Linked DNA regions of Mus musculus: region 2 is linked to region 1. A link is a contact called in public Hi-C data. All regions are on one chromosome and are shown on one strand. Each heading gives the region's core, a stretch centred on a gene start, on an enhancer-like site or on the middle of the called end of the contact. The rest is flanking DNA. Distances are from core to core; before and after follow the strand shown. Region 1 has its middle 9.4 kb from the start of Gm51463. Region 2 holds the start of Stk33 (serine/threonine kinase 33).

Evidence for each region. A called contact is a pair of places that touch in the nucleus more often than the background predicts.
Region 2: a Hi-C map of group 2 innate lymphoid cells shows a contact between it and region 1, with 2.8 times the contacts expected there. The contact joins the promoter of Stk33 here to the enhancer-like site in region 1. A contact is called at or near these places in 10 of 39 promoter capture datasets (the 3T3-L1 cell line, the C10 cell line, cranial neural crest and 5 more), 2 of 484 Hi-C or Micro-C datasets (Th1 cells and group 2 innate lymphoid cells), 1 of 115 datasets of contacts at active chromatin or transcription factors (embryonic basal ganglia) and 2 of 9 other capture datasets (adipose tissue and liver).

Annotation. Positions count from the first base shown.
Region 1 is chr7:109,274,743-109,279,132 of GRCm38.p6, reverse strand. No RefSeq gene overlaps it. Among named protein-coding and RNA genes, the nearest start is that of Gm51463, 9.4 kb to the right of the region's middle. Within about 2 kb of position 2,237, at least 24 of the 459 cell types and tissues checked have an H3K27ac peak or open chromatin away from gene starts, as enhancers often do. A contact at or near this core is called in neural stem cells, where this site is marked.
Region 2 is chr7:109,437,183-109,441,572 of GRCm38.p6, reverse strand. Stk33 (serine/threonine kinase 33) reads left to right here and starts at 2,520. Exons shown (of 14, transcript NM_054103.1): 1 at 2,520-2,656. It overlaps 1700095J03Rik (RIKEN cDNA 1700095J03 gene), which reads right to left and starts at 2,955. Exons shown (of 2, transcript NR_152110.1): 1 at 1,391-2,955.

The DNA.
Region 1 (4,390 bases), core at 988-3,487:
TAATTGCTTGCATTGGCTTGCTGCTATGTTCTCATTTTATTGATTACATCAATAAACTAAAATGCCTTCATGCACATCCATTTCATGTAAAGGAGAGGCAACTTTAGCAAGTCCTCTGAGTGCTTCCTAGATGGCCGATGCTGGCCTTCTGTCTCTGGGGAAGGGCTGAGACTGGACAGGAAACACATCATGAGCTGGTGTGGGAGGGTTCTTTGTCCTCTTGGGGTAACAGCTCTGCCACAGCAGGTAAAGCAGGGTGAGTTCCAGGTTCACTGAGGAACCCTGACTCAAGAAATAAGGTAGAGGGACAGCAGGACAGCTCAGTGGTAAATGCATTGGCACCAAAATCGATGACCTGATTTTAACATCCTACATGCTACAAGTTGTTCTTTGAGCCCCTCACCAATGTGGCATGTATGTCTCACACATATGTGCATGCACGTGTGCACACACACCCACACACTAAATTAATTAATTTTAAAAGCCAAACGGTGGCCTGGCATGGAGGTACATGCTTTTAATCCCAGCACTTGGGAGGCAGAAGCAAGTGGATCTCCGTGAGTTTGAGGCCAGCCTGGTCTACACAGTGAGATCCAGGACATCCAGGGTCATATAGAGACCCTGTCTCAAACAAACAAACACAGAAAAATAAAATTAAAACCAACAAAACGAGGTGGAGAACAGTTGAAAAAGATACCCAGTGTCACCTTTGGGTCTACACATGCACACATGAGCATATATGTACACTCATGACAAAAAATACCACACACCATATCACACAGAGAAAAAAAAAGGAAAAAAAAAAGAAACTAAATTGGGAGTTGACAGTCTCTTCAAGGGCTTCTGCCTTGGGGGTTATATTTGCAGGTCTCGGGGGGCTCATATTCCATCTCCTAAACTTGATGTCTCCTCAAGGGTTTGGTGAGGCAGCCTTGAAGATACAGACCATCTATCCATGGAAGACCCTGGCCCAACAGCTCAGGGGAGGGCTCTCTTGCAGGGGACTACTCTAGGAGGTGGAGGGTGATGTTGGACGAGCTACACACCTTCATCCTGACGGAAAGAGCAGGGGCCAGGGCATGGCTCTGAAGGGCCAGCTGTGGGTCTTCCTGTAGGAACAATAGCAGCTTTGATTCTGCCCAGTGTGTTTGCATCTTTTCTCATCACACACCAGGCAAGGCTAGTGTCTTTCTGTCATAGCATACATTCTGTCAGCCCTCTAACAAGAGAAGGTGGCCTATAACGTACCTTCCTCTGACTAGGATGGAGCATTAAATAGAATTTATGTCACTCTTGAGAGAGAATGGCTGTATCACTTCTATTTATTTATTCACATGGAAGCCATGGAGCACAGACTGTCTCTGGTCTTTTTTTCTAACTGATGCCCCTGTTTAGTGTCTGAGCTCCAATGCTCTTCTGTTTGCATTTACCTCCATGGGTATGGAAAACCAGTTTCTTCAAGGCACACCTTCTTCCCATGGCCAGTGGGCTAACTCTGAGGCTCAACACCAATCTCTCTGGGCCCCATGGCATAGAGACCTGAATTTGGCTGTTACTTGGAGGGACACCCTCCACCTAGGACAGTACAGAACAAGTGTGATCTCCAAGGAGAGCAAAGACTGGCCAACACCCTCACTTGAGTGGTAGGTAAGAGACAAAGAATTGCAAACAGAGGAATGCAGGCCTAGAGCTGGGGAGCAGTGCAGCTGAGAATGGAGAAGAGCCTCAGGAAAGGAAGAAGAACAAGGAACAAGAGGAAAAGTGTGCGCTCTACGAAAACAGATGCCAGAAAGCCCAGAGACAGATGTCAGGGGTAGGAACGCCACTCAAGGACAGTATGTTCTTCAGGCAGGTGACATCAGATGAGCCCCCTCCACAGTCTGTACACAAGCAAAACCAGACAGGCCAAAGAGACAAAGACCAGGCAAATAGAAGCTGAGAGAAACTGGGGTTTTAAGAGTTAGCCACAAAATGAGCCTCAATTTCTTATTAGAAATGTTGGGGAGGGGGAAGCAGATAAAAAAAAAGCTACTGTGTGCTTATCATAGAAATACTTTGTTTAAATAATTCTATTTGACTCTAAAATGTAAGTTCCAGGTTGGACAGACCAAAGCCAGTCAGTCTTGAAAATGAAGCTTTTTAAATTCCAGCCCTGCTGTTGGAACAGACAATAAAGGCTTTGTTCAAACAGGTATTCCCAGCAGGAAGCCTGGCTTTGAAATTGGCCAGAGAAGTTGTGTCTTATAAAGGCTGCACTTGGCTGGAGGCCAAGAAGCTGTGGCCTCTGGGAAATGACCCTGGGCTGCTGCTGTGGTTTGAATATGAAATATCCCGCAAGTGACAAGTGTTTGAACATTTGGTGGCGCTGTCTGTTGTAGCACCTTTAAGGGGTTGTGTGGCCTTGCTGGAGGAAGTCACTCAGGGCAGTCTTGGAGTCTTATAACTTGGTCCCACTTCCTGACTGCAGATGCAATGGGTCCAGCCAGGCCCCCGCCCTTTCTCTGCCATGTGTCTTCCCTTGCTATGGTTGTATATCTCTTCTCAAGCTGTAAGCCAGAAGCCAGAATAAGGAGGAAAGTCACCAATAGAGTTGGGTGTTCTCTACCTGCCCTTCTAAAATGTCCTCCCTGCTATGCCATCTCTGCCGAGCTTTAGGGACAGCAGTATTGGGCTCCCCCAGCCCCTGGATCACTTGGGACTGGAGATCCCGACATTGGTACCTCCCCTACCGCTGCCCATGTCCCTGCCTGTGGGACTGCTGGGCTTTGTGTGTGTCTCTTTTGATGGCACCCTCTTGCAGGCATGCTGCTGGTGGGGGCCTTCAGGGAAAGGCCAGTGCCATGAGCCAGGAACAGCAACTCCCTCAGCCCCTTCAGAAGCCAGCCCTTCATCCAGCATTCTCCCTCCCATCCTGGTGTACCACCTTCTTGGATCTTGGTGATTCAGTGCAACCCAGACTCTGCCCTCGGTCACCCCTCAGGTGTCTTGACCTAGGACAGCTTGTTCTTGGTTGCCAGGCTCCTACCGAATTACAGGAAAGTCAGAAGCACAAAGCCCAGATGAGTCCTTCCTGAAGACACGATGTACTTGGATAGCCACAGGGACTGGAGGAGGGACACAGGGGTGCTGTTCCTGGGGTTGGAGCCAGGCCAGTGAACCTCAGGTCTAAAATGGCCTAGATGCTGGCTTCCATATTTATGTGCACACGTACACATGTACTCACACAAATGTACACACACACACACACACACACACACACAGATGCAGCCCCCATAGATATGCACAGATGAACTCCGGGGAACTTGCAGTGAGTCAGAAGCCTGGGCTGGGCTTCTCCACCCTCTCTTTCTCTGAGCACTAAAATCTCCTTACAAAAGCCTTTTAAACTAAAACACCACTATTCAAAGGCCTCACATAATTCAGCTTTCCTCTTCAGAATCATATTTTTCTGAGCAAGCCAGTTTTGAACTGATTTTGATTTCCGTGCCGTGTATTGTTACCACTTAATTCTCGTTGGTGAGCCAATTTTCTCTGCCTTTGTTCTTCAAAGGAAAGCCACATTGAGTGGCTGCCTTGCATTTGTGTGTGCCTCGCTATGCCAGTCCTCAGCATTTCCCTAAGTTTCCCAGTGCAGCCTTCCAGGGGCCCAGGCATGGTGGGTCCTCCCAGCTCTGCCCGGCCGATGGTCAGCCTCACTTTGAACAGCAGTACAAAGCAGGAAGTGGGATACTAAGAAGATGAATGGTGCCATTGCCCAGGCACTTTCCCTGGCACCATGCTCCCCAGAGCTGAACCAAGCATAAGAGCTAGACTCTGGGGAAGGGATGACAGCCTCAGAGGTCCTCATCCCCCTAACCCAGCATCAGGCCCTGTGGAAGCAACATAAAGGACAGATGGTATTTATTAAGTTAAATTTAATTGCTAGGAAGCAAACATGAGGACCCCAGTTCACATCCCCAGGACACACATGAGAACTGTGGATGGTGCCATACATCTGTAACCCCAGTGTTGGGCAAACAGGACAGGTGGATCACCAGAGCTTGCGGACTAGCCAGCTATCCAATCAGTGGCCTCTGGGCTCAGTGAGAGACCTGTCTCAATCAATAAGGTTTAGAGTGGTAGAAGAAAGATAATTGATATCAACCCCTGGCCTGAACATGCAGGCGCACACATGTGCACATACACAAACATGAGCACCCAACACACTATATGTACACAAAAAGTAAAACAAATCAGAAGATAGAAGACCTCATCTTTTCTCCTAAGCCAAACTTACAGCACCACAGACCGGATGTTACCTCAGCTCCTGCCTTATGAATTTCCACCTTCAGGACTTGCTCCCTGGGATGGGAGCTGCCTTTCTCCAGAGGCAGATGAATTCTACTGTGGA
Region 2 (4,390 bases), core at 1,271-3,770, 160 kb before region 1:
TGGCTTAGATAAGCTGGAAAGATTCTGCTACGGGGTTGGGACATTCTTAAAACCGCTTTAAAGTTAGGCAGAGTGGTGCATGCCTTATATTCCAGTACCCAGCAGGCAAGTGGGTCTCTGTGAGTTTGTGGCCAGCCTGGTCTACACATCGAGTTTTAGGACGCCTAGAGTTGTATAGTGAGTTCTGTCTCAAACAAAACAAACCCTCTAACAAATGCAGAGATGTCACAAATATTTTACTTACTGTCAGGGGAAAAGCTCCATTCTTATTTAAAACTTATTTATTTTTATTATTGTGTCTGCACATGTGTGCACATGTGCTTGTGCCACGGTGCATGTATGGAGGTCAGAGGACAACATGCAGGTGTTGGCTTTCTCTTACCTTTGCATGTGTTCTGGGAATGGGACAGGTTGTCAGGATTGGTATCTTTATCTACTCAGTGTCTTTATCTACCAAGCCGTGCTTGCAAGCCACTGATATCGTTTCTTAATATAAGCAAATGGAGCAAGGCTGATGCTAAAGACTTGCGATAGGCAGAGTTCCAAGGGGAAGATAAGGTGGTACACTCAGCCTTAAACATTTTGGAGGGTATCAGTGAGACAGCTCAGTGGGTAGAGGTTGCACATATGCAGGCCTGAACTTGTTTGAACTGCAAATCCCACAAGGTGGCAGGAGAGAACTGAGCCCCAAGAGTTGTCCTCTGATCTCCATATAAACACGGCAGAGATACATGTTCATATGCACCCAAATAAATGGACCTGTGTGTATGTGTGTATGTGTGCGTGTGTGCGTGTGTGCGTGTGTGTGCGTGTGTGTGTTTAGGCTAGAAGTCAGCTTTAGGTGGTGTTGTTCCAAGGAACTGTCAACTTTGGTTTTTGACTGCTCACTGGTCTGAAACTTACCAATTAGTCTATGATAGCTGGCCAGTAAGCCTCAGGAAACCTCCTGTCTCTACCTCCTTAGTGCTGGGATTATTAGCATGTGCCTCTGTGCCCAGTTTTCAATTTATTTTTTTTAACTTGGGTTCTGGGAATCAACCTCAGGTACTCATGCTTGAAGTCAGTATTTTATCAACTGAAACTATCTTCCCAGACTACAAACACAGTGTGCTTCGATGGTCTGACCCAACTCAGAAAAAACAAAACAAAACAAAACAAAACCCTAGCCTACTGGTTCCTAACCAGTGCTAGAAACACATACACACACACACACACACACACACACACCTACCCACCCGTTCAAAACTGGGACCTATTTAATCAGAATCTCTGAGTGTATAATTTGTGAATCTACACTTAAACACAAAATAAAGTAAAACAAAAATTCCCGGTAGATGTCTGGTGTTGAGCAAGTTTGGGCATCACTGACAGACTGCAGGGGAGGACTCACCAGCATGCCTTTCCAACAATTCTTCCTACCAGTGTTGTCCCTTAACTAGGCTTTGTCAGATGTTTGAAGTTGTTTTTTGGAAGGGTCCGGAGTCTAAAAGCCTTCGTAGGGGTTTGTTAAAGGCGGATCCATGCATGTCACAGTTCAGTGAAGCAGATAGTAGTTTATCTCCTCAAACTCATGCTCAGACTTAGGCTTGGATGGGCAATCATGCCATCTTTCTATACAGGCAAGGGGGACATACAGAGTGCAAATTCTCACATCTCTTCCAGACTCTTGTTAGACGATAGTTCTGTAATTTTCCAGAACATTGCTTGGCCAAGATCCCAAAGTTCTATTAATATAGTACATGGCAGGGAGTATTTGTGGTTGAAAAATGGTTTCCAAAATGAAGTTACCAACTACTTGTGCCCATTTTGAGCACTTTTTTCCCTCCTATGAAAGCAACAGGATTAAGTAGTTGCCAAATGTACACCTGTAAGCAATAAAATTAATTGCTTTGCTGTACTGTTACTGGCTATCAATCACCTTAATTTTAGAAGACATCTGCCTTGAATAATTATGCTAGTCCAAGTAGAGTTGAATTTCTTCCCGACAGCTGCTGGAGAGAGGACCCGCCCACAGAAGCCATTCCTAGTTCAGATCAATAATAGAACATTAGCATACAGCTGTAGCCAGCTTTTCACGGCTCCATTGCTTGCGACATACATTGGAGATGGTCCCACAGAGGCTTGGGACAAGTCTAGAGATATGTTATTTGACTCGTCACGGGCCACTTCAGCCTTTCTGTGAGGATCCACACCCAGCTCTCAGCAGAGACGCCCTGACCACGTTCACATCGTATGAGGCCCCCTGGACGGGCGAGCCTCGCCGCACGAGCACCGGCCGCCTGGGCCATGACTGAGAATAAGTCGGAACATCCCGTCACGATAGCGACAGTGCTGTTGAAAAGCGTTTTACTTGACACGGTGCTCGAGGCAGGCTTCCCCGCTCCGTGTCTGGGGTGCGGCCCGCGGAGACCAGGCTCCCGGGCACGCGGGCGCCGTTGTGCGGCCCCCGCTCTCCTCACAGGCCTCACTTGCGCGCGGAAGGCTGGGGCTTCGCGTTTGCTGTCGCGCTTTGTCCCGGTGCAGACCCCGTCCACCTCCTGGGTCGGCATCCCGGGCCTTAGAAAAGTTCAGCTTCTTTAGGTGTGGCGTTCGGGGCTGGGGGACCACTCGGGTCCAAGTGTGTGCCTCTGTCAGGGGCAGCCCGCCGGCCGTTGTGGTGAGTGGCCTCGCAACGCTGACTCGCCCTACCCTGAGGGAAAAGGTGGGCGGGAGGGTTAGGCAGCCTTCGAGCCCCGTTGCTATGACAACCGCAGGCAAACGGGCCTCAGGGCTCCAGCCAGCGGTCGGCCAGGCGTCCTGCGCGGAGGAGGGTCCTGGGGATGATCACGGACCCTTTTAGGAGTCTCGGGGGACCCAAACACCCGGGACCTCATTTTCCCCTGGTCTGGTGTTTGGGGTGGTCCCTTGCTGCTTGGGTCCATCTTCACTTCCTCACTCCCATCCCATGTTCGCTACAGGAAACATTTTTGAAAGTTTAATGTGATCTCACTCAGGGTAAGTGTGTGTGTGTGTGTGTGTGTGTGGGAAAACGTCCTTAAAAGCCATGGAGTTGTAAGGGCTTGGTGTCTTTTTAATTTCCTAAGAGCCTGACATCTACTAGGACCTCGTTATGTGGTAGCTTCTTAAGTCTTTTTCCTTGCACAGAGTGGATGCTCAGGAGGCAGGGCGATGTTAAGAGCAGTCTCCAGATGATTCTGAGGACAGGGAATTTAAACCTGCTGTCTCTGTTTCCTAGACGCACGTTAGAATTTCTCACACCGTTGTCGGGTGAAATGAGCCTGTATGTGGTATTGCCCTGTGAATGACAAATAGAAAGTGGTTAAGTTAGTTGTAGGGGATAATTGCACATTCGGGGTGCTCCTCACGCCTAACCACAGCGGAGGAACCTTGCCCCCCCCCCCCCCCGCTGTTTTTTGGTCTGACAACCCACCTTCAACATCAGAGCAAGATCAAGCCAGCCTATGTAGGAGGAAGGATCTGCGAATGGAATGCCAAAGCAACAGATTTTGAACTTAAGCTTGCTCTCCTTGTTCTCCAGGTCATGTCTTCAAATTGTGAGCACCACACCGAGATACTACATATCTAAAAGTCTAGTCTGTGTAAGCCACCAGTGTTCTTTTCCTAATGAATCATATATCTATATCATTTTCAAGCCAGGAATCTTGCCCTCATCAGTACCCATTTCCCTTTCTCCTATGTCCATACTGCCATGACTTTGTGTTCATTTTGTCTTCAAACCAAATATCAGATCTAACCACTTCTGTTTCTTCTTCTATCACCCTAGTCTGGGCTACCATGCTCTTACTGTGTCTCTTGAAGTTACCTTCTAATTGGTCTGAAGTCAGTGTCCCATTTTAAAGTATTCCTATTTTATCTCTTGCTCTACAGCAGGAACAATATTTAAAATTTACAAATTGATTATGCTGAGCCAGAAAAATGGCTCCTTGGGTAAATAAATGTGCTTACCACCAAGTCCGATGACACAAAATTGATCCCCAGGACCCACGTGTTGGAAGGAGAGAACAGACTCCACAAATTGTACACAAAATAGATACATAATACATACATACATACATACATACATACACACACACACACACACACACACACACACACACACACACAGCACACAGGGAGGCCCTGAATTCAATCCTAGCACTCTAAATAAATACATAAGTAAATAAATAAATTTAGGCCAGGCCTTATGGCTAGCTTCTACTTGTTTTCTTCCTGATGTAGTCTCTCAGGTAGCTGGGATTGCAAGCATGCGCCTCTGTGCTTGGGGATACATAGACTCTTCTTCAGTTTTCCATCATGGCTTTTTGTCTCACTTCAGGACCTTTGCACATGTTCCTGTCCCTGCCATTGTTGTTCTCTTTAATTAATTCTT